Regions from separate parts of the Mus musculus genome. Here all the other regions are linked to region 6. The links are chromatin contacts, called in public HiCAR-type, HiChIP or PLAC-seq and promoter capture Hi-C maps. All regions are on one chromosome and are shown on one strand. Each heading gives the region's core, a stretch centred on a gene start, on an enhancer-like site or on the middle of the called end of the contact. The rest is flanking DNA. Distances are from core to core; before and after follow the strand shown. Region 1 holds the start of Lrrc56 (leucine rich repeat containing 56). Region 2 holds the start of Lmntd2 (lamin tail domain containing 2). Region 3 holds the start of Rplp2 (ribosomal protein, large P2). Region 4 holds the start of B4galnt4 (beta-1,4-N-acetyl-galactosaminyl transferase 4). Region 5 holds the start of Sigirr (single immunoglobulin and toll-interleukin 1 receptor (TIR) domain). Region 6 holds the start of Msx3 (msh homeobox 3).

The links. HiCAR-type assays count read pairs that join an accessible place to other places. HiChIP or PLAC-seq counts read pairs in DNA pulled down with a chosen protein or histone mark. Capture Hi-C pulls out chosen DNA fragments and counts their contacts.
Region 1: a contact with region 6 is called in an H3K4me3 HiChIP or PLAC-seq map of stem cell-derived neural progenitor cells, with 8 times the contacts expected there. The contact joins the promoter of Lrrc56 here to the promoter of Msx3 in region 6. A contact is called at or near these places in 5 of 39 promoter capture datasets (cranial neural crest, frontonasal cranial neural crest, hippocampal neurons and 2 more), 4 of 115 datasets of contacts at active chromatin or transcription factors (embryonic forebrain, embryonic hindbrain, neural tube and 1 more) and 1 of 9 other capture datasets (embryonic tail).
Region 2: an H3K27ac HiChIP or PLAC-seq map of embryonic stem cells shows a contact between it and region 6, with 5 times the contacts expected there. The contact joins the promoter of Lmntd2 here to the promoter of Msx3 in region 6. A contact is called at or near these places in 1 of 39 promoter capture datasets (hippocampal neurons), 4 of 115 datasets of contacts at active chromatin or transcription factors (astrocytes and embryonic stem cells) and 2 of 9 other capture datasets (embryonic tail and embryonic trunk).
Region 3: a contact with region 6 is called in a HiCAR-type map of astrocytes, with 4 times the contacts expected there. The contact joins the promoter of Rplp2 here to the promoter of Msx3 in region 6. A contact is called at or near these places in 3 of 39 promoter capture datasets (cranial neural crest, hippocampal neurons and pre-B cells) and 2 of 115 datasets of contacts at active chromatin or transcription factors (astrocytes and pancreatic cancer cells).
Region 4: an H3K4me3 HiChIP or PLAC-seq map of embryonic basal ganglia shows a contact between it and region 6, with 6 times the contacts expected there. The contact joins the promoter of B4galnt4 here to the promoter of Msx3 in region 6. A contact is called at or near these places in 1 of 39 promoter capture datasets (hippocampal neurons), 1 of 484 Hi-C or Micro-C datasets (B cells), 14 of 115 datasets of contacts at active chromatin or transcription factors (craniofacial prominence, embryonic basal ganglia, embryonic forebrain and 8 more) and 1 of 9 other capture datasets (embryonic tail).
Region 5: a promoter capture Hi-C map of adipose tissue shows a contact between it and region 6, with 2.3 times the contacts expected there. The contact joins the promoter of Sigirr here to the promoter of Msx3 in region 6. A contact is called at or near these places in 8 of 39 promoter capture datasets (the 3T3-L1 cell line, cranial neural crest, embryonic stem cells and 4 more), 4 of 115 datasets of contacts at active chromatin or transcription factors (differentiating embryonic stem cells, embryonic forebrain, pancreatic cancer cells and 1 more) and 5 of 9 other capture datasets (adipose tissue, embryonic tail, embryonic trunk and 2 more).

The regions. Positions count from the first base shown.
Region 1 is chr7:141,192,458-141,196,645 of GRCm38.p6, forward strand. It overlaps Lrrc56 (leucine rich repeat containing 56), which reads left to right and starts at 1,673. Exons shown (of 13, transcript NM_001172064.1): 1 at 1,673-2,160; 2 at 3,451-3,521. Hras (Harvey rat sarcoma virus oncogene) reads right to left here and starts at 1,547. Exons shown (of 5, transcript NM_001130443.1): 1 at 1,383-1,547; 2 at 373-524; 3 at 1-163. The coding sequence starts at 483.
Region 2 is chr7:141,212,986-141,216,803 of GRCm38.p6, forward strand. Lmntd2 (lamin tail domain containing 2) reads right to left here and starts at 1,487. Exons shown (of 14, transcript NM_001382822.1): 1 at 1,450-1,487; 2 at 889-1,092; 3 at 649-801; 4 at 217-304; 5 at 1-96. The coding sequence starts at 1,073. Rassf7 (Ras association (RalGDS/AF-6) domain family (N-terminal) member 7) reads left to right here and starts at 2,875. Exons shown (of 6, transcript NM_025886.3): 1 at 2,875-2,955; 2 at 3,736-3,818. The coding sequence starts at 3,743.
Region 3 is chr7:141,445,276-141,449,091 of GRCm38.p6, forward strand. Rplp2 (ribosomal protein, large P2) reads left to right here and starts at 2,376. Exons shown (of 5, transcript NM_026020.7): 1 at 2,376-2,432; 2 at 2,633-2,756; 3 at 3,451-3,499. The coding sequence starts at 2,634. Snora52 (small nucleolar RNA, H/ACA box 52) reads left to right here and starts at 3,528; the gene lies at 3,528-3,661. It also overlaps a transcript of Pidd1 not described here.
Region 4 is chr7:141,059,145-141,063,467 of GRCm38.p6, forward strand. It overlaps B4galnt4 (beta-1,4-N-acetyl-galactosaminyl transferase 4), which reads left to right and starts at 1,834. Exons shown (of 20, transcript NM_177897.4): 1 at 1,834-2,280. The coding sequence starts at 2,130. It overlaps Gm39114 (a long non-coding RNA gene), which reads right to left and starts at 1,895. Exons shown (of 2, transcript XR_881000.2): 1 at 1,654-1,895.
Region 5 is chr7:141,099,217-141,103,000 of GRCm38.p6, forward strand. It overlaps Sigirr (single immunoglobulin and toll-interleukin 1 receptor (TIR) domain), which reads right to left and starts at 1,330. Exons shown (of 10, transcript NM_001355055.1): 1 at 1,263-1,330. Ano9 (anoctamin 9) reads right to left here. Exons shown (of 24, transcript NM_178381.3): 21 at 3,209-3,310; 22 at 3,042-3,135; 23 at 2,803-2,915; 24 at 2,003-2,711. The coding sequence ends at 2,684.
Region 6 is chr7:140,047,711-140,051,491 of GRCm38.p6, forward strand. It overlaps Msx3 (msh homeobox 3), which reads right to left and starts at 1,378. Exons shown (of 2, transcript NM_010836.3): 1 at 1,076-1,378; 2 at 1-430. The coding sequence starts at 1,289. The coding sequence ends at 30.

The sequences.
Region 1 (4,188 bases), core at 423-2,922, 1.1 Mb after region 6:
CCTCGAAGGACTTGGTGTTGTTGATGGCAAATACACAGAGGAAGCCCTCCCCTGTGCGCATGTACTGGTCCCGCATGGCACTATACTCTTCTTGACCTGCTGTGTCTAAGATGTCCAGTAGACATGTCTCCCCATCAATGACCACCTGTTTCCGGTAGGAGTCCTGCAAAACAACACGGCTTAGTGGGGGTGGGGGGTGGGGGTGGGGTCTCACCTCTCCTCAGACCAGAGAATCCACAGAACCAGCCTACACCCTTGCACCTCTCATACCCTGATGGATCATACCCCATAACACCTACAAGACCTGGGCTGTTTGGTCATTTACCCATGACCACTGCCACAGCCCACCTCTGGCAGGTAGGCAGAGCTCACCTCTATAGTGGGATCATACTCGTCCACAAAGTGGTTCTGGATCAGCTGGATGGTCAGGGCACTCTTTCCCACGCCTCCAGCGCCCACCACCACAAGCTTGTATTCTGTCATAGCTTCTACAGCGGCTGCCAATCCAGGAGCTCCTGCCCCACCTGCCAATGAGAAGCACACTTAGCCAAGGCCCTTGCCACTTGAGACGGCTAATAGATGCCTGACCCAAGGGCCCTCTCCAGCATTGAGCAGGCAGGCCTGCCAGTGGCCCAGTTGATCACCTGTGGCACCTTCAGCTTGAAAAGGGAGGACCCCACCCCCACCCCCCAACCTCCTCAAACAGCACTTAATGGCTGTGTGAGGAAGCAGGGAGAGGCCCCCAAGGCAGGGCTGACAGCTGAGAGCTTCTCCCAACCACGCACCCAAATTAGAAGTCGCTAGGTAGGCAGAAACCCTCAACTGGAGGCGCCTGAGGGCTGAGGCCACCCCCCAAAAAACAGGTCCTGCCACGGCGGCCTCGGCGTGCCCAGGCAGGCCAATGCCAGCCTACAACCGGCTCTGGCCCGCCGGCATGTGGGTGCAACCTACAACTATTTACTGAGCGCCTACTGCATGCCAGGCGCGGTCCCGGCAGCGGGGGGAGGGTGGCTGGAGAAGGACCCTGCCCTCCACTAAGACAAACCTTCCACAAGGGGCCAGGGAGCTTTCACAGAGGGGGGGAAAAACGGCTGAGGGTGTGGGAAGCAGGTGACTACAGGAACGCGAGGGATGGCTGGGAGCAGAAGGCCCTGGTTGGGGCCCAACGCGGGTGTCCTTGTGGCCCCGAGGCCCGAGCGTGATGGCCGCGGGGCGCAGAGTCTCCGGAGGCCCGGGCGGCGCCTCGCTGGGAGGACGGCCACAGGCAGAGCGAGTCCGGCCGCAGAGGCGGGCAGCCGGACGCTAGGCACGCTGCCGGGCCGAGAGGAGCAAGGAAGCACCGATCACCTGCGCCCCGCGCCCCACCCCGTGCCCGCACTCACCGCTTGCTGGCGCGACTGCCCCCGGGGCCGGGGCCGGGGCCGGGGCAGGGCGGGGGCGCGGACGGGCGCCGGCTGGGCCCGCGCATGAGCTCCGTCCGCGGCGGGTGCGGCTCGGGCTGCGGGCGCCGGGAGCGGACGGCGGGGACTTGGCCGGGCCCGCGCTCGCCCCGCCCCGCTCCGCCCCACGCCCGTCCGTCAACTCGAGGCGGCCCGTGATTGGTCGAACTCCTCCGCACCGCGACCTGTTGTGGTTGGCTGAGCAACCCATCCGTCAGAAGCCGAAGCTGGGCGGGGCTTCCTGGAGCCGCGGGGAAGGCAGTGCCGGAACTTGGGTCCTGCACTCAACAGTGATGTCTAGTGCCTAGGTGCAGAAGAGACAGACCGAGACCGTGCTTACGAGCCCGGGATTTCTCCGGAGAGAAACTGGTGCACGCTCGGGTTGCGTTGAGGACCTACTACAGAGCCTCCACCCTGCAGCCTCACCAAAGGCCCAAAGGCCCACGAGTGGAAAGGTCATCCCGACCGGGTATTGGTGTCGGGGACAGTCAGCACCGCGGACGCGGAATAACAGAGGAAGACAGAGTTCGCCGGAACCCCTAGCTGCCTGTTCTCGTAGGTCGAGGTGGAGCAAAGGCTCCATCCTGGGGCAGCGTCGGCCCATCACACCGCGCTCTTCGTGTTTTGGAGAAGACCCCCCTACCGCTCTCAAACTCGAGGTCCCAACACTGCAGAAGCTCATACTGCGTCCATTTGAAGAACGACCCCGAAAGTCAGAAAAGTTGGTATTGGGGCGAAATGAAGTGTTCCACCCACTCAAGCAAGTAGGGTACATCTGTGTCAGACGCAAATGACATGTTTTCAACACTTTTTGAAATTTCAAAGAAACGAATAAGCACGTCCTCAGAAAAACTCAGGCTTTTACTCAGGTCGTGCAGGCCTGGGGTTGCACGCTCACCCCGGTCGCCGCCCGGGGTGCAAGCTCGGCTTGTTCTATTCATCTAGCAGGCAGATAACCGAGAGCTGGCCAGAAGCCTCTCACGGACGGCTCTCTGAACCACCGTGAGTGCCTTCACTGCGTTCAGCCGTCCGGCTTGTCTCTTACTCTAGGGAGCATTTCCACCGGATCTGCCGCGTGTCCCGGCAACCGTTGCTAGGGGGCGGGGCTCATCTTACCGAAGCCCCGGATGCCCGCGGCTCACGAATATTTGGGTATTCAAATGAGCCCCGCCCCCGTTGCCATGGCGCCAGGCCTGCAACCCCATCGCGGTGGTAAAAATAATAATTAAAAAAAAAAGCCCTCACCTGAGAGAGCGACCGCCGCGGTGGAGGGGCCTAGTGCTGCGCCCCAAGTCTTGGGCACTCTGGCCCACCCCTCAGGTGAGAGCCTAGCACCTCCTCTCCATGTCCTTTGTGCTAGGGGGATCCTGGGCGACCCACGTCTGTGGGACAAGACATACAGGACAGAGTAAGCAATAAGTCATGAAGTGCAGTGGAAGGGGATCACTCTAACTAGAGAAATGTATCTGGGAACGGCAGGAAGTACAGGAGTTAGGGGTCGGCCAAACCTGCATGGAGGCCACGGAGGAGGACTAAGAAGAAAGGATATACTTAATGTTCTGAACAGAGTTCTTACCTTAGCCATTGTCTCTTGAGTATAAGATCTAGGGCCAAACACAGACCTCTGTATCTTTAAGGAGAAACAGTTTATGCACTTCCTACCAGAGGTGTAGAGGCACCTGAAAAAAAAGTATGGGAAGGAGTGCCTGCAGGAGAGGCGGGCCCACAGATGATTGACAAGAGCATTCCCAGGCTCCCCTCTGGGAGTAGAAGTAGGACTTGGATCATGTCTTTATTTGCATTGGGTGACCAAGAGGGACCCTGGCTGAATCCTCATTGTAGAAGCTTTATCCTCCATTAGAATGGTTACAGGGAGTTCAGGGCCAGGCCTCCACCTAACATCTCCCCCATTCTTGTACCTGCTTGTTTCTGGATACTGTGACCTTGGCCAGCTCAGGTACCACAGAGTACAGTGATCTAACCAGGAAGCTAATCTAATTCTCTTTTACAGGTGTTACATGTAGACACATGTGGCCCCCTTGCCCGGATGTTTGACCTACAGCAGGAGCCGGCTACCTTCAGGTACTTAGTCAGAAGACTGTGTGGATGGTTGGAGGTAATGCCTGCTATCTTGATCCTAAACTTAGACTCATGAAACCATTAATGAAGGCAGATCCACAACCATTGTCAGGGGCAGCTCAGGGAACTGTCAGTAGCCACTTGCTGCTGGTCACTACAGGCATCTTGTACAGTATCCCTAGCCTCACAGCCTTTTAAAAAAATCTTTATCTTATAAGCGTGTGTGTGTGTGTGTCTGTGTGTGTGTGTGTGTGTGTGTGTGTATGTGGAGCCACCCATCATGGATGCTAGGAATCAAACATAGGTCCTCTGTAAAAGGAGCAAGTGCTCTAAACCACTGAGCTAGCTTTCCAGCCTCAACTCACAGCCTTTGTGATGCCCCCAGACAGCAAAGCTTGGAGCTTGGAGCCGGTGCTCATTGTGTGGACAGTGTGGGAAACAAATATAGAACCAGGGGCCAAGGAGATAGCTCAGACAGCAAATTGATTGCTTTGTCTACATGAAGACCTGAGCTTGATCCCCAAAATTATCATACAAAATGCCAGGCATGGTAGTGTGAGCTTATAATCCCAGCACTGTGGAGACAAAGCTTAGCTTACTTGGTGAGTCCCAGGCCAGTGAGAAACCTTATCTCAAAAGAAGAAGATGGCACCCCAGGAATGGCACCCAA
Region 2 (3,818 bases), core at 237-2,736, 1.2 Mb after region 6:
CAGAAGGCATGATTTTTGAAAAGTCTGAAGCTCAGCCTCCAGCTGCTGCTTTGCCCAGAGGTTCTGCTGCAGTTTCTCCTCTAACTGCTGTTTCTCCTGATGAGGAATTTCTGCCAGTGAGAGAGGCCTCCAGTGGCCCCACCTTTCAGACCAACCCTAGGTGGGTAGCTACAGCCTGCCAAGTCATCGCCCTGATCCCTGATCCCACCCCATCACCTGCTGAGCTTGTTCCTTCTGTGCTTTCAGCTCCAGGGTTAGCTTCTGGACCTGGTTCCGCAGGAATTTGTCTTGACTTTTGGAGTTCCTGGTAGGAGGGGCAATCATACCCCTTAGTCTAGGTCAAGCAAGGGTTCCGAAGAGTAGGTAAAGGAGGCCCCACAGCCACCAAACCCTGGAGGCACATATTAGAACAGGCCAGTGCAGAGTAAACCCTAACAGGTCTGGGCAGGGGTCTACATGCTAGGGAGTAGGATGACATTTCCAGCACAGTAACTTAATCAAGGGTATGGCAGAGTGTCAAGTCATGCAAGGAGTAAAGTTAGAGGCAATCAGGTAGAGGAGGGCTCAGTGGTTGAGGCTGGGGTCAGACAGAAAGTAGGAGCCACAGCAGGGTAGGACCTGGGTTGGGCTGAGGGTTTCACCACTGACCGCTCAGAGGGAACCCCTGCCACCTCTTGCAGGATGCTGGAGTATCGGGCATTGTGGCCATTCTGAACAGCCCACCGAAGTGCCTGGATCTCTAGTTCTCTCTGTTCCCATAAGAGCCTCAGGGTACGTGGGTCCAGGGTTTCAGGGGCTAACCTGCAATTTCAGAGCCCTGTGGTTTGATCAGGCTGGCCCGTTGGCTGGCCCAGCCCAGGAGGCCGCCCCACCCCGCTGCCTCCTTACTGCTGCTTGACGGAGCAGCCCATTGGTGTGGATGTGTAGAGCTTAGCGCTCTGAGAATAGGAAGGAGCCACTCTGTCGACAGGTGTGCCAACTGGAGACCCTAAGTCACTGCTGTCTGGCTGTACACCTGCTGGAGCTGGGGATACCTGCTTATCTTCAGACTCCTGGCAAGACTTAGGGGCCATGCTTGATGTTGCTCAGGAGCTGGGAAGGAAGGAAGGCCGGAAGCAGAATAGAGTCTGTCCTGTGTCCCAGGTGTGGGAACCTCACAGGACTCTCTCTGTGTGCCACAGAGGCCCAGTTAGCACTTGCCAGTTCTTTCTGAGGAGGCTTACAGGTGACTACTCAATAGGACATAGGACTGCTGCTCACACAAGTGTCCTCATCTCTATGTTTCAGGCTAGGACAGCAGGTCACTTTCCTGGGCAACATATCCCCAGTATATACATATATTCCCTACTGTCCCCTCTTTCCCTACTTAAACTCAGGCTAGGTGCTAACCTTTTGCCTGAAACTCCTACTCATGTCCCCCTCAGCCCAGGAACTCACCACCAAACTCACCTGAGGCCTAAACCCACAGAAGGCCTAGGGAAGGAAGCATTCTATACCGTTGCCATGGATTTCTGTACCTGAGGGGGGAGGGTGTCTGTTACCAGAAGCATCCAGGGAGACCCGGCCCAGGACCACGAGTGCATTCTGTACCAATATGGTCTGGATCTGTAAACCAGATTCCTACCCACCCAGCTAAGCCAAGGAGGCCCAGGGAACTACCTGTCCCTAGCCAGTGGTGATAGGCTGGTACTGGAAAACAATGGTGTCCTATGAGTAAATTCAGTGTGGTGTGTGTGTGTGTGTGTGTGTGTGTGTGTGTGTGTGTGAGAGAGAGAGAGAGAGAGAGAGAGAGAGAGAGAAGTATGTATAGGTGTCTTGAGTATGTAAATGGTCCTAGGGAAGTGAGTTGATTTAAGGGGCAGTCAAGGATGGTGATAAGAGACTGGAGAGGCTGTGCTAACTCTAGCCAACAAGTGAAGCTGTGTCTGATAGCCTTCTACCTAACTCTTGGAAGCCTTCCTGTGTTTATCTCCACACCTCTGGGCTCTCCCCAATGGTAGTTCCACTAGTGAACCCTGAAGGACCTTGCTTCTGCCTCAGATCAGAAGAGAGGCCCAGAAGGTTCCTTCTACCTTGTCAGCCTCATACTTCCATCTGCTTCCTTATGGCCACAAGGGCTTGGGAATCTCCTCCCACAGCATTGCGATGGGGCAGAGCAGACAGAGCCCCACCAGGGCAGCAGAGAAGCCATTAGCCCCCCGCCCCCCTCCCGCTTCAGGGAGAGGAGGACTGCTGTGGAGGACGCTGGATCCGTTGGGGGAGGGGAGAGGATGGAGCTTCAGACAAAGATCCCAGGGTCTTTGTCCCAGTCAGCCTCAGGGACGACCCCCTCCCCCACCAGGGTGCAGGGCCCACTAAACTCCACCTCCCTCGGGTAGCAGCCCGGAATGGAACGAGGTGGGCGGGAGTGTTCATGGCCTTTCTTCCCGGTGTCCTCAGCCACAGATTCCTTAGGGAGCAGGGCTGAAAAGGCCTAGAGCGATTGTTGAGATGGGGTGCACGTCAGGGTTGCAGGATTCCAGTCAGGAGCCCTCTCTGTGGGCGGAGACCAGCACTTTGAAAGTCGGCTGAGGAAGTCTGAGCTGGGAGCACACCTCACTTGGGCCAATCAGCCCAGAGCTAACGCAGCAGCAGACGCGCTTCCGCATTGATTAACAGAGGTGAGCATCTGGGGCGACTCCGTCCGGCCACTACCTAACTCAGGGCCCCGCCCACACCTGGTTGCCTCCGGGGCGGGACCGAGTAACGAGCCAATGGGGCGTGGTGGGAGAAGGGTCGCCAATGGGAGTGGGCATGGGGCGGGAGACACACGCCTCCGAGCTAATGGGATGCTGTGGGGCGGGGCGTGAAGACCGGGAGCCAATGAGGCCGTGAGGTTGGGCGCGCCGCGGCGCTGGGACAGCAGGTTGAGGCGGCACCGAAGCGCCCAAGTCCCGAAGGCCAGCAAGTACCCAGGTGAGCTGTGCCGGGTTCTCGAGACTCCTGAGCACTGGGCGCGGCATCAGGGAGCCGTCTTCGACCGAGGAGAAGCGAATCTGGGTGAAGGGACGCGTGGTGGCCGTGCTGCACCTGCGTCTGTCCGCTGCAGAGTGGGACGTCTGGATCCCGCGCTGCCGGGGATCTGCCGTGAGGCGGGCTGTGCCCACCCCCCCCAGTGGGGCGGGACCACCAGAACCCAGAGCTCTGGCTGGACGGGAGGGACTGCAGAGGCGGACCGGGGACTGGCGTGGGGCAGAGGGCGCTCCTCAGGTCTGGGGTCGGTTCGGAGATGGAGGTCTGTCTGAGTTGTGACTCTCAGCTTCTCCCAGGCCCAAGACTGTTCCCTCCCTGGGGGGGCGTTTCCATGACTGAGGCCGGCGTTGTATTTGCATATAGTCATTACTATGTGCCTGGGGACGGTCGCCCGCGTGAAAAGGGTAGTGGCCTTTGAGCCTGGTGACCGGGGGACAGGAAAACCTGGACCTGGTTAATGATTCACCCCGTTCCTGGAGTGGAGTGGGGTGGGTGGGGCAAGAGAAGGCTGGTGAAGGAGGGGACGCCTCAAAATGCTCATGAGGGCCAAACTAGTTCCCCAGCCACTCCAGGAATGTGTGGCCTGCGGGTGGGGCTGGGCACAGGAGGGCAGGGCTGAAGGCCACAGTCCTGAGCCAGTTGTTGTGGCAAGCCAAGAGAAGAGGGCCAGGCTTTGGTAGAGGGAGACCTGACCTGATCTCATGGCCTGTGCCCTCCCCACAGGACAGGGATGGTCTTGGAGCTTGTGGCCATGGAGCTGAAGGTCTGGGTGGACGGCATCCAGAGGGTGGTCTGTGGGGTCTCAG
Region 3 (3,816 bases), core at 1,126-3,625, 1.4 Mb after region 6:
TGGGAGGCAGAGGCAGGCGAATTTCTGAGTTGGAGGCCAGCCTGGTCTACAAAGTGAGTGCCAGGACAGCCAGGGCTACACAGAGAAACCCTGTCTCGAAAAACCAAAAAATAAAAATAAGTAAAATTCACGACAGTTGGTGGTGGCTAATGCCTTTAATCCTAGCACTCTGGAGGTGGAGGTAGATAGGTGGATCTCTGAGTTAGAGGCTAGCCTGGTCTATAGAACAAGTTCCAGGACAGCCAGGGATACACAGAGCAGCCCTGTTTTAAACAAACAGAAAAGTCACAACATAAAAAATCATGCCAGGGGCTGGAGAGATGGCTCAGAGGTTAAGATAGTTCTTCCAGAGGTTCAATTCCCAGCAACCACATGGTGGCTCACAAACATCTGTAATGGGATCCGATGTCCCCTTCTGCTGTGTCTGAAGAGATCAATGGTGTTAAAATAAATAAATAAACCTTAAAAAAAAAAAAATCGCCTGGCGGTGGTGGCGCACACCTTTAATCCCAGCACTTGGGAAGTAGAGGCAGGTAGATTTCTGAGTTCGAGGCCAGCCTGCTCTACAGAGTGAGTTCCAGGACTGCCAGGGCTACACAGAGAAACCCTGTCTTGTATAAAAAAAAAAAAAAAAAAAATCATGCCAGGTATGGTGTGCGTGTCTTTAATTCCAACCAGTACTATGGAAGCAGAGGCAAGTGGATTTCTGTGACAAGCCAAAGTTACATGATAGGTCAATGTCTCAAAATTAAAGAAAATAGAAGTGTGGAGAAATGGCTCAGCAGTTAAGAGCACTTGCAGAATAATTTGGTCCAGTGGCCAGCATCAGTAACGGGCATCTCACAACTGCCTGTACCTCCAATTCCAGGGGAACTGATGTCTTCTTCTGGCTCCCAAAGGCACTGCACACAATGTAGTGCACATGCAAACCAAGGTGGGACACACACATTCACATCTTTTAAACAAATCACTAGGTGTGGTTGCCCACACCTTTAATCCCGGCACATAAGAGGCAGATCCTGGGGCTGGAGAGATGGCTCAGCAGTTTAAGAGCACCGACTGCTCATTTTTTTTTTTGTTTTGTTTTGTTTTGGTTTTTTTTTTGTTTGTTTGTTTGTTTGTTTGTTTGAGACAGGGTTTCTCTGTATAGCCCTGGCTGTCCTGGAACTCACTTTGTAGACCAGGCTGGCCTTGGACTCAGAAATCCGCCTGCCTCTGCCTCCAGAGTGAGTGCTGGGATTAAAGGTGTGTGTCACCACGCCCAGCTTTTTTTTTTTTTTTTTTTTTAAAGAGGCAGATCCTGTGGATCTCAGGGAATGGAAGTGAGAAGGGGAAGAGAGGTCTCCAGAGCCTAGTGTAGAGACAGTTTTTTTGAAACAGGGTCTCTCTGTGTAGCCTTGGCTATCCTAAACCTGCCATTCCCTCCCAAGTACTGGAATTAAAGGCATGCAACACCCTCTCCCAACGAGGCAAAGGTTTACTTTTTTTCTTTTAAATATTTACCTATTTGTTTTACATGAGTGTTCTGTCTTGATACACACCAGAAGAGGGAATCAAATCCCATCACAGATGGTTGTGACATGTGGGTGCTGGGAATTGAACTCAGGACCTCTGGAAGAGCAGTCAACGTCCAAACTATTAACCCCTGAGCCATCTCTCCAGTCAAAAAGCTTTTGATCCCAACACTCTGGAGGCAGAGGCAGGCGATCTCGTGAGTTCTTGGCCAACCTGGTCTACATAGAGGTCCAGGATACCCAAGAGTATATAGAGAAACCTGTCTCAAAAGAAAAAAAAAAAAGGAGGATGTTTCTAGATATGGCCGTAATCACTAGGACCCAGAAAGCTCGCCCAACTTTTCCAAACCAGCTGAACTTGGGAGCCATCAGCCCCAGCCCAACTTAGGACCTCTGTTGCCCAAGAACAGGAAGGACCCATAGCACCACAGTTTGAACCAATAGCCGCCCACCCAGCCCACGTGCAACAAGAAAAAGCTAGAAGGGAGCACACTTCCGGTATGAAGGTCTTACAGTGAAGCGTCATGGGATTTGTAGTTCGCCTTAATAAGACCAGGGCGGGGCCTTCGCGCTGCATTTTGGGAGCTGTGGAGCCGAGTAGCATGCTGGGGACGCGAGGCGTTAAAGGGGTTTGAACGCTACGCCCGTGCCCGCATGGATTTCGGGAGACTCTCGTCCATGTTGCAGAGGCCCCTGGCACTTGAAAAATCCCTCGTTTTTGTTGTGGGGAAGACATGACAGGGAAATGTCTTCCTTCCGGTGCACCCTTTTCGTCAATGGGAGGCGTCCCCGTGCGCCGCCGTACGCGTCCCGGGGGCTTCTGGGTAGCGGTTTACCCCCGCCCACTGCGTCAGCGTCTTCCTTTCGCCGCCGGACGCCGCCGAGGTCGCACGCGTGAGGTCTGTCCCCCGCAGCCGAGTGAGTAGCCTGGCCGCCTGGGCCGCGAACAGTGGTGGGGACTGCGGGGTTGGATGACGGCCGGGAGGCGAGGGTGGCGCAGCATTCTGTGACCGGAGGCCTGGCGCCTCACGTGGCCTCACTTGCTGCTTAAAATGGAGGGGGAAGCAGAAGGCCTCTCGGATAACCTCACCACTGTACCCACTCCCTGCCCCATTTAGCATGCGCTACGTCGCCTCTTACCTGCTGGCCGCCCTCGGGGGCAACTCCTCTCCTAGCGCCAAAGACATCAAGAAAATACTAGACAGCGTGGGCATCGAAGCGGACGATGATCGGCTCAACAAGGTAGCATGCTGCTTGCTTGGACCCGCTGGATCCAAATGTCTACCAGCGGCGGTCCTTATCCTATTATGTCCGGATTTTACTTTTAAGAAAAATTGTAGATAACCTGTTGAAAAGGATGGATGGAGGAGGCCTACACCCATCTTAGTCATAGTTTTCTCTTTAGTCCTTGTGCAATCGAAGAAGTCAGTCGTGATAATCGTGCTTTTATAGAAGTTTAATACAACTCATGTTGTGTGATCTTATTTTTTGAGACAAGGCCTCACCGTGTAGCTCTGGCTAACCTGGAACTCACTGTGTAAACCAGTTTTCTAACTTTTTTTTTTTTAAACTAGCTTTGCAGTAAAGGATGTATGTGTGTAGATGCCAACAGAGGCATCTGTGTCTCCTTGGACCTATAGTGCTGGGACTCTAGGATATGTTAGAGTCCAAGTCTTTAGCAGTGGAGCTATCTCATCGCCCCTTAAGATTCTTCTAGAAAGGGTTCCCACTCCACCCACCTAGGTTGTACATAGAACCTAAACTTCACAGAACGGTAGAATTTTAGTATCTAAAACTTCCTTTGCCAAAATCATTGTTGAGAAGACCCAGCACTATCTCATAGGTAGTTCCTGGGAGTTGAGAGCAGGTCCAGTATCTCAGGAGACCTTCCCCGTGCCTTGCATTGCTGACTGCTAGCTGTGGTTGTCTACCCCAGGTCATCAGTGAGCTGAATGGAAAGAACATTGAGGATGTCATCGCTCAGGGTGAGTTCCTGGGAAGTTGGCCTGTTTGTGGTCCATCCTAATACCTGCTGGTCAGCCAGTGATCTGCCAGGCTTCGCTTGTGGACCAGAGCATCCTAGAAACACTGCCAGAGTTGTGCAAGGCCTTTTCATTTTAGGCTTGTGCCTGCAGCGCTTCAGAACACCCTCAGAAACTGGCAATGGGGTCACTTTATGGTTTCTACGAGGATGTGTGAAAACCTTTCCTTTGAGGAGGGACTGGGGATGCTAAAAATTGGTGTTCTCTCTCTTTCCTTCCTTTCTTCTTTTCTCTTTCTTTCTCTCTCGGTTTTTTGAGAC
Region 4 (4,323 bases), core at 584-3,083, 1.0 Mb after region 6:
TGGTCTCGGCCAGATGTGTTAGCAAGGGGAACCGCTGTCTAGCTGATCACGGTTTGCTGACTCCTCAGTTGTTCTGCCTTACCCTACTTGCTTTACCGACTCTAGATGAAGAGAGGAGAGTCTTGGGCTTGGGTCGCCTACAGGGCCCTGAACTCTTCCCTGCTAGTGCACTTCTCTGCCCAAACGCTTTGCTTGCTTCCCAACATTTGCTTTCTTAAACAAAACAAAACAAAACAAAACAAAACAAAACAAAACAAAAAATGCTATTTGTCGGGCAGTGGTGGCTCATGCCTTTAATCCCAGCACTTGGGAGGCAGAGGCAGGTGGATTTCTGAGTTCAAGGCCAGCCTGGTCTACAGAGTGAGTTCCAGGACCGCCAGGGCTACACAGAGAAACCCTGCCTCAAAAACCAAAACCAAACCAAAACAAAACAAAACAAAAACAAATCAGAACAACAACAAACATTATTTGTTTTCTGCCTCTGTCCAGTAAACATAAGACAGCAGAGACCCTCTCTTTTCTTCTTCTTGTTCTTCTCTATTGCTCCCTCAAGTCTTCCTGTTGTAAAGATGTCTTTTAGCTGGATGACTAGGAAGATGAAAAAGTAGCTACAACAAGCTGGTGTGTGCTGAGACAATGTTCAGGATATAAACAAGTGCAGGCATCAGAAACAAAGTCAGGACAGGAAACCAGCTGATGAGAACAGCAGCTGATGCCTGGAAGAAAGTTAAAACAAAACAAAACAAAACAAAAAAACCCGACAGAAACAATTAAAAAGTTTTTTTTTTAAAGAAAGAAATGTGGCCAATTTGATTTTATGTCCCAAGGATACATAGTGATGGTGGGGTAATGTTAAAAACAAAGGCAAGCCAGGTGTGGTGACACATGCCTTGAATCCCAGCACTCAGGAGGCAGAGGCAAGCAGCGGTCTAAGAGCTCCAGGCCAACTAAGGCTACACAGTGAGACACTGTCTCAAAACAACACAAACTAAACAAAACCAGCAAAGCCACCTTGCAAACAGCACAGTGGTGCATGTGGTATGGGAAGGCTCCCTTGCCTACTGAGCTGGAGGCCACCCCTTAGAACAGACACTGGAAGTTGCCCAGTCATCTCCACTGGGGCACACCCACCCAGGGTGCGAAGGTCTCTAAGAGATTCCATCTCCTTCCAATGGCTTCTTTCTACTTAAGGCCATGGCATCACGGAGGAAGGGAGACTATTTAAATGTCCAGTCCCCATTCCTAACCCACGAGCTCTGCAGGCTCACAGCAGCTTCTGCTACACCAACTGAAGTACCCTGGTCATTAGGCTGGAACCTCAAAGAGAAGCGGCTGGTGGTAAGGTGGGAGAGAGGTGGTAGTCAGGAGGGCTGGGATGCACCAGCTAGAAAGCGAATGGAGTGCACAACTGAAGCTATCTGGATAGAACCACCCTCCACCCACCTGTCCTTCCTTACAGCTAGCCGAGAACATCCCAGCCTCGTTTTAGTCCGACTGAGAGGAAGGCTGAGCTCCTTCTCTGCGTGCTCATTATTCCCAGCGTTTTCCCAGACACGCAGCCGGATTCCCGCAGCACCCCTCGTCCCTGCCATGGCCTCCACAGTAACAACGACCTCTTACATCCCTCTCCCCGACGTCCCTGGTGTCCCTCACCGCAGATTCGGTCCCCACAACCCCCGCATCCCCGGGCGCGCGGCCGGCGAACACCAGGTGAATGCGCGCGTCGTGTGGATCATTGGCACACCCTAACGCGCCACCCCGCCTCCGAGCATCACGGATTGGTTGTACGCGGGCTGGCCGCGGCCGATTGGCTCGGGCACCGCGACCATCGGTCCCGTTTCACGCTGGGTAGCACCGCAGCGTGGATGCTGCTCGGTCCCGCGGCGTCCAGAGGAGCGTGAGCAGCCGGGAGGGGCGGGCGGGGGAGCGCCTCAAGGAGCCGCTCCCGCCGCCCACCCCGACCGCGGCCTGAGCAGCCCGGGAGTAGTGGCCGAATCCCGTAGTCCCCGCAGCGGACAAAGGACCATGCGGTGCTGCAGGCGCTAAGCGCAGCAGGGTGGGCCGGGGGATGTGGGGCGGGGCAGGCGGGGCCGGGGGGCCGCAGCGACGCCCCTGATTGTGGCGCCGCGATGCCGTGGTTCCCGGTGAAGAAGGTCCGCAAGCAGATGAAGCTGCTGCTGCTGTTGCTGCTGCTCACCTGCGCCGCGTGGCTCACGTATGTGCACCGGAGCCTGGTGCGCCCGGGCCGCGCGCTACGCCAGCGGCTGGGCTACGGGCGAGGTACGCGATGGCGCGTAGCGAGAGGGCCCGGACCTCCCAAGGCCTGGGGGTCTGACTGCCCAGAGCCCCTGCTGTCCTGCTCCTCCCAGCTCAGCTATATTGGGGGAGGGGTCGCGGTTCTGTTCGGCGGGACGCCCAGTGACGTCAGCAGTAACGCCAGGGACCCTCGGGGCTCATCCCTACCTTTTCCGACCCTGGAATCTGGCTTAGATCCGGTGGTGATGGAGTTAACGGTGGGCCCTTGGGGGAACCGGTGCCCTCAGCTAAGAGGCTTGTCAGGCCATTGCCTACTTAGCAGGGCCTCGGTTTCCTCATCTTCTGGAAGGTGGGGAGGTAAGGGTGGTGTTGAGGGATCCAGCTGCCTAGAGTGGCCAGAGCAGCTGGAAACCCTGGGTACACCTGTGAGTGAACTGAGATGTCTGTGTGCTAGGGACCAATGCTAACTTGAGTAAATGCTTGCTGTAGTTTGCACGTTTAAGAGTGGTCAGAGGATGTACAAAGCAACTTAGGCCTGTGGGTAAGAATCCGGGGAGAACCTCTGGAGTTGGTGGCCATTGGACCCACACCTTGGGGGAAAACTCTCCAGAGCAGGGTGAACATCAATGACAGCTAGGTAGAGAAAGACCAGGGAATGAGCCTGGAGAAGCCTAACCAAGCCACGTAGAGCTCAGCCCCATCTTTGTGAGGGAAGCTGGTGAGCTGAGGAGGGGAGCAAGTATCTCTCCTCTCAAAGTCTCAGAGCAGTGACACTGGCTCACTATGTTCTGGTCCAGTCCACCTGATGGATCCAGAACTCCCTTTTCAGCCCTGCACCTGTCTCCTGCCTGCAGAGGCCCTCTGCCTCTTCTTATGCCTGGACAACTGTTTCCAGACATCTTCCAGCAGATCCTGGGCCAAGGATCTGAGACAGATCCCAGCCCTCAAGAAAGTCTATGGGTCATCCCAAACCATGTACCTTATTAGCTGTGACGTCTTCAAGATATCCTGCCACAGCTCTATCCCGAAGAGATAAGTCTGGACTCAGAGCTGACCCAGTACCCAATAAAGCCAGCTCCCACCAGCTGCCCTTGTGGGTTCAGCTGACTTCCTGAGCAATTTGTTTCTGTCTGAGACCAACCAGGAAGGAATGAAGACAGGGAACCCCACTGTTGAAGATTGATCACGAGGGCAGCTGGCTCTGACTCCTCCTAGGTGGGTAGGATCTATTCTGGATCCTGGAAGATCAGTCCTGCCCAATGGCACTGCTAGAAGCAGCCTGGGCGGCACAGATGGGGCCCCAGCCACACACTCTCTTCTCTGGGCTGAAGGCCATCTCCTGTCTGGCCACCTGGGACCCACCAGGCACCACAAGGCATGTGAGAAATTGGGTAGCTGCAAGCGCCTGAGACTTTCCTGACAGTGTCGTCAGTCTTCAGAGCTGGCAACGTTCAGCGGGTGTCCAGCAGCCTGTGCGTATAGATACCTCCAAGTGAGGGTGGGGCAGATAACTGTCCCTTTGTGCTGAGGCTTAGCCTGAGCTGAGAGCCCACTACAGAAAGTTCCCAGTATACTCAAAATGCCTGGACTTAGCTTGATGGGCTGTGGGTATCCAGGCCAGGCTCCAGGACGTTGACCAGGAGTCTTGCTTGCTCACTTCCTGGCTTCTCAAGGAAGGATCTAGAATGTGGAGCACCGCCAAAATTTCAAGGGAAGAGACCACACAGGCAGCCCCTCACCTAGAGACAGTTCAGGCTCATCTGGTATCAGCTGTACCTTTCCAGTAGCCTGGCTTCTGAGATCAGCAAGGAGGGACAGATGTGAATGCAAGGTGTGACTTTGAAAAAGGAGGGATTCCTGGATCTAGTGTCTCATTGGGAGCACCAAGAGGGACAGGATTGGGATAGAATGAAACCTCCTGCCTTTGGAGACTCAAGTCCCAAAGAGTGGACACCCAGGAGTGCAGTGGGCATGCTACTTAGGGAGAAGGTCCAAGAAGTGGGACAAAACAAGGTATAGGAGTAGTCTACTCCAAGCTGGAGGAACTGTGGTGGACATGTCTTCACA
Region 5 (3,784 bases), core at 80-2,579, 1.1 Mb after region 6:
AGTTCAAGGCCAGCCTGGTCTACAAAGTGAGTTCCAGGACAGCCAGGGATACACAGAGAAATCCTGTCTCGAACCCCCCCCCCAAAAAAAAGAAAAAAAAATAACCTTATGGTTGGGGGTCACCACAACATGGGGAATTGTATTAAAGATTAAAGAGTTGCAGCTTCATAACAGTAGCAAAATTAGTTATGAAGTAGCAACAAAAATAACTTTATGGTTGGGAGTCACCACAACAAGAACTGTATTAAAGGAAGGTTGAGAACCACTGTTCTATCCCATACCCCAGCCTCAGGCCACTCTTGCATAAAAACTCAGATGGCCTCAGATATTTGCCTCTGCAGTCTTTTGAAGGCACTCCAGGGCCTCAGAATTTAAATCCCAGCCTAGACCCTCGGATCACTCAGCATTGCCTCCGTATTTTGAGGTTCCTGGAAGGCCCAGGTCCTGGAGGCACAGTCCTTGAGCTATAGGGGCATCCTGTGCTATCAGATGAGTGAGTGTTCTGGAGCTTCGGAGCTCGAAGCCCCAGGCCCGCTCCCCACTTGTGGATCCGGTTTTTTGCTGCTCAGCATCTCGACACCTGGGTGCTGCTCAGCGCTACTCTTGCGCCGCCCCTGTTTCTGGTGTGTGTTGGATCCCCACATATCTTTCTTTAAAGAAAGGAGTGTGCATAAAAGGCCTCGAGGAGACCAATTCCCCGAGTTCATCCAGCTCCTACTTCTTGCCCTTGGTCTTCTGCGGGTGGCGCACGACCTGTTTCCCGGAACTCAACAGGTGAGGCAAGCCGACCTATCAGGCACGCGTGCAGAAGATGGGGACGCGCACGGAGAGCGGAAGCGCGCCGACAGCTAGTCTGGGCGCGCACCGAACGCTGGCGCTCACAGGAGGCGAAGGCTCTGCTAGGGTCCCCGCGAGCCCGGGTCCCTGCCAGCCTCTCACTCTGCTCAGGTGTCCTAGACTTGCTTAGGTTTGAGATACGTTTGTTGGGAGCGAAGGCGAGGTATTACGACCCCTCGCCCGCCTCTACAGGCTTGCACTTAAATCAAGAGGAAGCTATTGACCATGTTGGGCAGAATGAAAAGAGCAAGGCCAGAGAAGGGGACTGGACGCAGTGCTCTCGAGCTTCCGGGCTGAGCGGGAAACCCGTCTGGTTCAGAGCTACTTCCTGCGGGACCATGGCCCCAAGGCTCCTCGGAGCAAAGTGCTCCCAGGTCCTCAACCCTAAAACTGGAGCGGCTCCAGGAACCAGGACCTCTACTCACCTCCGCGTGTCTGAGTCACGACTGCCACCCACCTGAGACTCGCGCGGAAGCTGACAGTTTACCTGTCCGAGGTGCGCAGCGGCGACAGACCCAGCGGCAGGTGCAGCCCCGCCCCGCAGGCAGGGCTAGGGCGGACCTAGTGTCCCGCTTTAAGCCTGAGGCTAGTGCTGGTGAGTGTAGGAAGTTCCGTCCCGGGATCTTCAAACTTCCCGGCTTAGGGGCAGGGTTTGGTTTGACCAAAGGAGCCCAACCAGCGCAACCCGCAAAGGGCCACCCTGCTGACTGTCATGGTGTTTTGCCTCTCCAGCCCAAACTCTTCCTTTTCCTCCAGAAAGTCTTTCTTGATTCACATCCCACTCATAACTGACCCCGTGTCTTCTCTTGCCACTCAAAACCCCAGATATTTGGAAGAACCTTCTTCCATAAGGTGCCCCGCGCTTAGACAAAGAGGCAAAGCCGGGCGGTGGTGACGCATGCCTTTAATCCCAGCACTCGGGAGGCAGAGGCAGGCGGATTTCTGAGTTCGAGGCCAGCCTGGTCTACAAAGTGAATTCCAGGACAGCCAGGGCTATAGAGAGAAACCCTGTCTTGAAAAACCAACCAACCAACCAAACAAAAACCAAAGACAATGAGGCAAACCAAAGAAGAGCCAGGTGGCCCCAGGCTGCCATAATTCATCCCATCTCAATCTAGCCCAGGGAAGAAATAATCTCTAGAAACTGGATCTACATCATGAGGCTCAGAAATCAATACACACAGGTTTATTTTGCTTGTAAAAAGTTTTGCCGCTGTACGGATCCAGGTTAACTGGGAGGGAGGGGATCCAGAAGTTACTCTCTAGGCTTCCCACAAAGCAGGAGGCCACAGAGCAGGATCTGAGGCCCAGAAGCCAGGAGGTCCATGGCTTCCCACAAAGCAGGAGGCCACAGAGCAGGATCTGAGGCCCAGAAGCCAGGAGGTCCATGGCATTTAGGCTAATTTTACTGCATGGGGGTTTTATGAGCAACCTGCAGTTCTATAGGTACTAGGGTCATTCAAGAGTCTCAAGTCAGGTCTGTACCAATCTGAACCGTAGGAAAGTTGAAGCAAACCCCACAGGCACATCTGTGCCGTTCATAAATACCCTAAATATACATGGATTTCAATGATCCCTACATATACAAGTCTCCCGTGGTTAACATATACACATGGGCTTCGTAGGATGCCCATATACACCTACATATAGTCTAGGCCCTCCTTTGATCTTCATGTATTAACATATATGTAGACCATCCAGGATCCTACATATACATGGGCCATTTTACAGCCTCCCTCAACACATACATACACATTGTTATGGATAGGGGCAAGCTGTAGAGGTGGGGACTTATTCCTAGTCCAGGCTCCTGGAAAGTGGCATTTCTCCACCTGCCCCAGGTCGTCTATACATCCGTGCTCCTGGAACTGAAGCTGCAGGAAGGATAGGGTTGGTATGGGTCGGAGGCCAGGCCTGTCCCCAGGCAGAGACCTGCTCCAGCCAGGTGAGCCTCTACATCCCTACCGCATTCTATGGCGAATTCTGTCATACTTCTCCTGCAGAACCTCATTCTTCACTTTCTGGGGCACATCAGGCACAAACCACGCAGCAATGAGTTTGATGCACAGGGCAAAATGCTGCAGGCAATAGGGAGCGTGGCCCAGCAAGGTCAGTGGCTAGGAAGAATCTTTAGGATTTGGGGGCTAGGAAAGAGGAATAAGAGGAATAAGCCCTCTCCTCAGGCTCACTCACAATTTACCCACCTCAAAGAGGATAACAAAGGTCAGTCGGATGGCCAAAATGAACCAGAACTGCTCAGACAAGTTGTAGTCATGCTCATTTCGGTAGTCCCGGTACCTGGAGTAGGGAAATACCCAGGTCAGGAATCAGGAGTTTAGAGGCCGTTTATGGGGGATGAAAGGTTCCAAACCTGCACACGGTCACGTTTTCTTGGCCTTCCATCCTGCTGTGGTCATTGAAGTGTTTGGTGTAGAAGACAGACAAGCTATGGTTGACATAGTTCGTGAGGCAGCTAAAGAAAGAAAAGTGTGGTGTTTGCTTGGCCTGAGGCCCTTACTGAGAAGTCTTCTGCACCTAGAGGGTCTTTGGGGGCAAGCCACCATGGAAGGCCTCCTCCATTCTCCTTCATCAGAAAAGTCCCACTATCTAAGCACAAGGCTACCCCTGGGAGAGTGAAGGGAGGCTGTGGGGTTTTGGGGATGCTATCAACAGTCTGCCCTAGCAGACTGGAAGAATACTTCTAGGGTTGACCTAAAGAGCCCAGTCTGCAGGTGCAGTGGGAGCTAGACATTTCTGCTTTGCCTTCCCGTACCAGAAACAGGACAGGGACGTAAAACTTAGCAAGCGAGGCATTTAGGTACTGCCTGCTCAATACCAACTTCCCTTCCAACAAGGGTCCATCAGTTATTCCCAGAATCCAGCCAAGGTATGCAGGCCACGTAGACAGTACAAGGAGTCAAGTCCCAGCCTCAGTACAGCCCCCAGT
Region 6 (3,781 bases), core at 128-2,627:
ACCAAGAGGTTAGGGCTTGATTCCATGATCTAAGACAAGTAGTACATGCCATAGGCCGCGACAGGCCCGGCGAGGATCCCAGGAACCGCGTTGCCGCCGAAAGTGGCCGCGGAGCTGTGCAGCTGGGTGCCCAGCGGGAAGGGCAGGGCAAACGCCGCCGGCAGTAGTGGCTTCGCTGCCAGCTTCAGCTTCTCCAGCTCAGCTTCCTGCAGCCGCTTGGCTTTGGCTCGGCGGTTCTGAAACCAGATCTTGACCTGAGTCTCAGTGAGGCTCAAGCTGCTGGAGAACTCGGCGCGCTCCGCAATGGATAAGTATTGCTTCTGGTGAAACTTGCGCTCAAGCGCCAGCAGCTGCGCGGTGGTGAATGGCGTCCGTGGTTTGCGATTGGTTTTGTGTTTGCGGAGGGTGCAGGGTGGAGGGCTCGGGGCACCTGAAAGGAAAGAGAAGCGCAGGGCGAGCGCTCAAACTCTGGCTGCACACCCCTATTTCGACCGACCTTCTTCCACCCTTACAAAGGAAGGTTGGTGCTCCGTGGCTCCGTGAGTGCTCCGCTCAGCGGTCCCCAAAGCCACGTGGATAAGCAAACCAAGGAGGCAGGGGAGTGGAGGAGGCGCCCTAGACTTAGGTCTGCTCTCCCAACCCGTGATCTTGCACCCCAACTAAACTGGGGACTAACTATTTGGAAAAAGAGCTAAACTGGGCCTGGAGGCTGTCCAATAACCGAAGACGAGTAGCGGTCAGGTCTCCAAACAGACCAGTTAGCTGTCGGGGGCATACGCAAAGTGGGCAAGGGGTGCAGGAGCGTGAGCGACCCGGAGCGGAAAAGCATTAAGGGTATTTGTTGTGGGTTGCGGACCTCGACCAAGAAGAGACCTGGACCTGGCGGTTGGGCTGTGCACAATGTTGGGCGCCCACCGCCAGTTATCATTGCTCTTGGACTGAGCCGGTTAATGGCTAGTAATTACTAGCCACTAGTTCGGAGCAACAGTGCGCATACCCCCACCCACCTTGGACTTTCGAGCCTTGACAGCGCGGTCGCTTTTCAGGGCCTGAGACCGGGAGACTGAGCACTTACGTGGGGGACAAGAGTGCGCGACTGGAGGGGGCCAGGCTCCAGGCTTCGAGGCGCCGAGCGGCCTCTCCACCCCCAGCTCCCCAGACTCGGAGCCCGGTACGCGCTCAGCCTCCAGCAGAGACTCGACGCTGAAGGGGAGTGGTCCGTGCTCTGTGTGGCCCCCGCCGCGAGCTTCGAGCCCCGCCGCGTTCATGTCGAATGTCGCCCGGGCCATGCATGGGATGGCGGGTGCGGGGCTAGCCGCCCGGCTGGGACGCGTGGGACCCAGCGGCGGTTTATTTTGCTAGGACCTTGGGCTCTGTGGTTCTCGGGCCCCTCCGCACCCTATAAAAAGGTAGCACCGCTTTCATGCGCCGCTACCCAATGGTTGTTTCAGCCGATGTGCGGGTCTCAGTGCGGGTTGGATTCAGTGTTTCGGGGGCGGGACCGACAGAGAGGGGCGGGGCTTCTGCCTGGGAACTGAGTGCCCCGAGACCTGGGGTAGCATTGTCGTGCCCACGTCAGGATTTCGGGACTTACTGCCGTCTGTAGGAACGCTTATGAAGCTCCTCCAGCGGGAAAAGCTGAGGGGGCTGTCAGTCTTGGGTAAAGAGATGGTTGGCCTCAGCCTTCTGGAGTGGAGGAATGGACTGCGCGCGAGCGCTCATAGTGGAGCTACGTCCAGGCATCAGTTCTTTGCTGGCACAGTGAGCCTCCGCGCTTAGGCAGAGCGCAGCTATGGGCTCGTGCCTACTACAGTGCTGTTTAATGAGGCTGATCGGCTGTTCTTGCTGCGTTCCTGGCTCGCACGTGTTTTAGTCTGCACCGTGGGGTTCTAATGGGACCAACACGTCTCCTCTACTGATCTCTTGAGGTCGAGTTGTGGCATCTTTAGTTTCGCTTTGGTCTCTCTTTGAGCTCTTGGAGTCTCCAAACATTTTCTGGGCCACTAGCAACTTCGAGGGCTGAACTTGCGTCCCAGTTTGGGCCAGGAATGGGCTAGAAAGACGCGTCCTGGGTCCCAAGCGCAGAGGCCAAGGGAAGATGGTGGAGACAGATCTCTTAGAGGAAGTTAGCATACTAGCCCGTCATGCAGGCACCTCAGGCTGCTCAAACAACTGGATGCTGGGCGCATCGTTGTCTTCTGGTGTCCTGTATTTGCCTGGCGGCCGATGCAAATTCCTGAAAGGCCGCCGGAGAGTATCTCTGTTGATGCAGTCTTTCCTTGACCAGGCAAGCAGTGTGGGAACCTCTTGAAGGCGCTTTAAAAAACAAAACAAAACAAAACAACCCGCCAGCTAAGGATTCTAAGGAAGGGTGGATCTGAGGCCAGATAGAGTCCCTAGCTCCTGGTAATACTTTCCCCCAAATCTCACTGTTCCTTTGGTTTTAAAACAAAACAAAACAAAACAAAACACACACACACTCACACACACACACACACACATCACCAAACAAACAAAAATGTTCTTCTATGTTGCAAAGCAAACTGTGGCGGTAGCGCCATAAAAAGAAACCAGGGCTTTGATTTTAGAATACATTGGGAGGTTGATTTAGGAAATAAAGTCTGATTAATATCCTAGAGCACAAAATCAGCAACCTACATCTCTCTATAAATTTGTTTTAGACAGCCAAAAGTACTTCAATGGAGTACAGCTTTGGGGTTCAGTCTGATTGTTGAGCTCAGTCAGAGAAATTAATTAAAAAGTTTTTCTTCGTGTAAAGTTTGAAGCTGCTCAAAGGGGCTAGCAGAAGATTCCTGGCTGGCTAGACCTAGCGTCTGTTTAATTCGTGCTATAATTCCAGACTGACGACTGCTGCTGTCTTGGAAGGCAGCTATACTCACCATTATGCTACCAACACTTGCCTGCTGCTTTTTTAATGTAACAAAGATGTTCTGAGTTGACTGCTGATAATTGCATCATCAAAACACTGGCAGGAATGCACAAAGAAGATAAACAAACAAAAGGAATAAAGGACAACTTGCCTGTGTGTGAGCAATGTCCCCCAAAGTAGCCTCTGATGGGAGGAAGCAAGAGTCTGTACTTAGGTCTGGCCCAGGGAAAGGGACAGGGTTGTGGGCCAGGAGCAGGTCCAATGGGCAGGGTCCTTCCTGTGAAGCAGTGTAAAGTCTGATCTTAAATTCTCACCCTCCCCCACTTCCTAGAGGGATGCTGATGTCAGTTCTGAGCAGCTCTGCCCAGTGCAAGCCAGATTGGCTCCAGACTGGTAAAAGCACCACCTCAGAGGCAAGGGAGGCAAGAGAGAGGCAGAAAGAGAACCAGAATGGAAGCGGGAAGGAGGGAAGGAGAAGAGGGATCTCTTCCATGGACATGGAGACCTAGACCTCAGCACAACACGCAGTTCTCTCTCTCTCCTATCCCATACACAAGTGACCTGATTAGAAAAGAGCTTGGGCTACAGGGTAGGAGTGGTGGGATGTGAAGGAATCTTTTCTGCCAGCATAGTGGATGTTGGATGTTGGATGTTGGGTGTTGGATTTCAGTTCATGTGGGAACTGAAATCCCATTTACACAGGGAGGCATCATTGTCTCTGGCCCGTGGAAGGGATAGAGATGCCTGTAGGCACTTCACTTCCCAGCAAGTATGTTTTGTATGCACACATAAGCACTTATAATAGCCATATCCCAGCTGTGCCCAGGAGTGTTGGCAAGCCCTCTAGGCTCCCCTCTCCTCTCCTTGGTAAACACTCATCGTTTCAGGGTT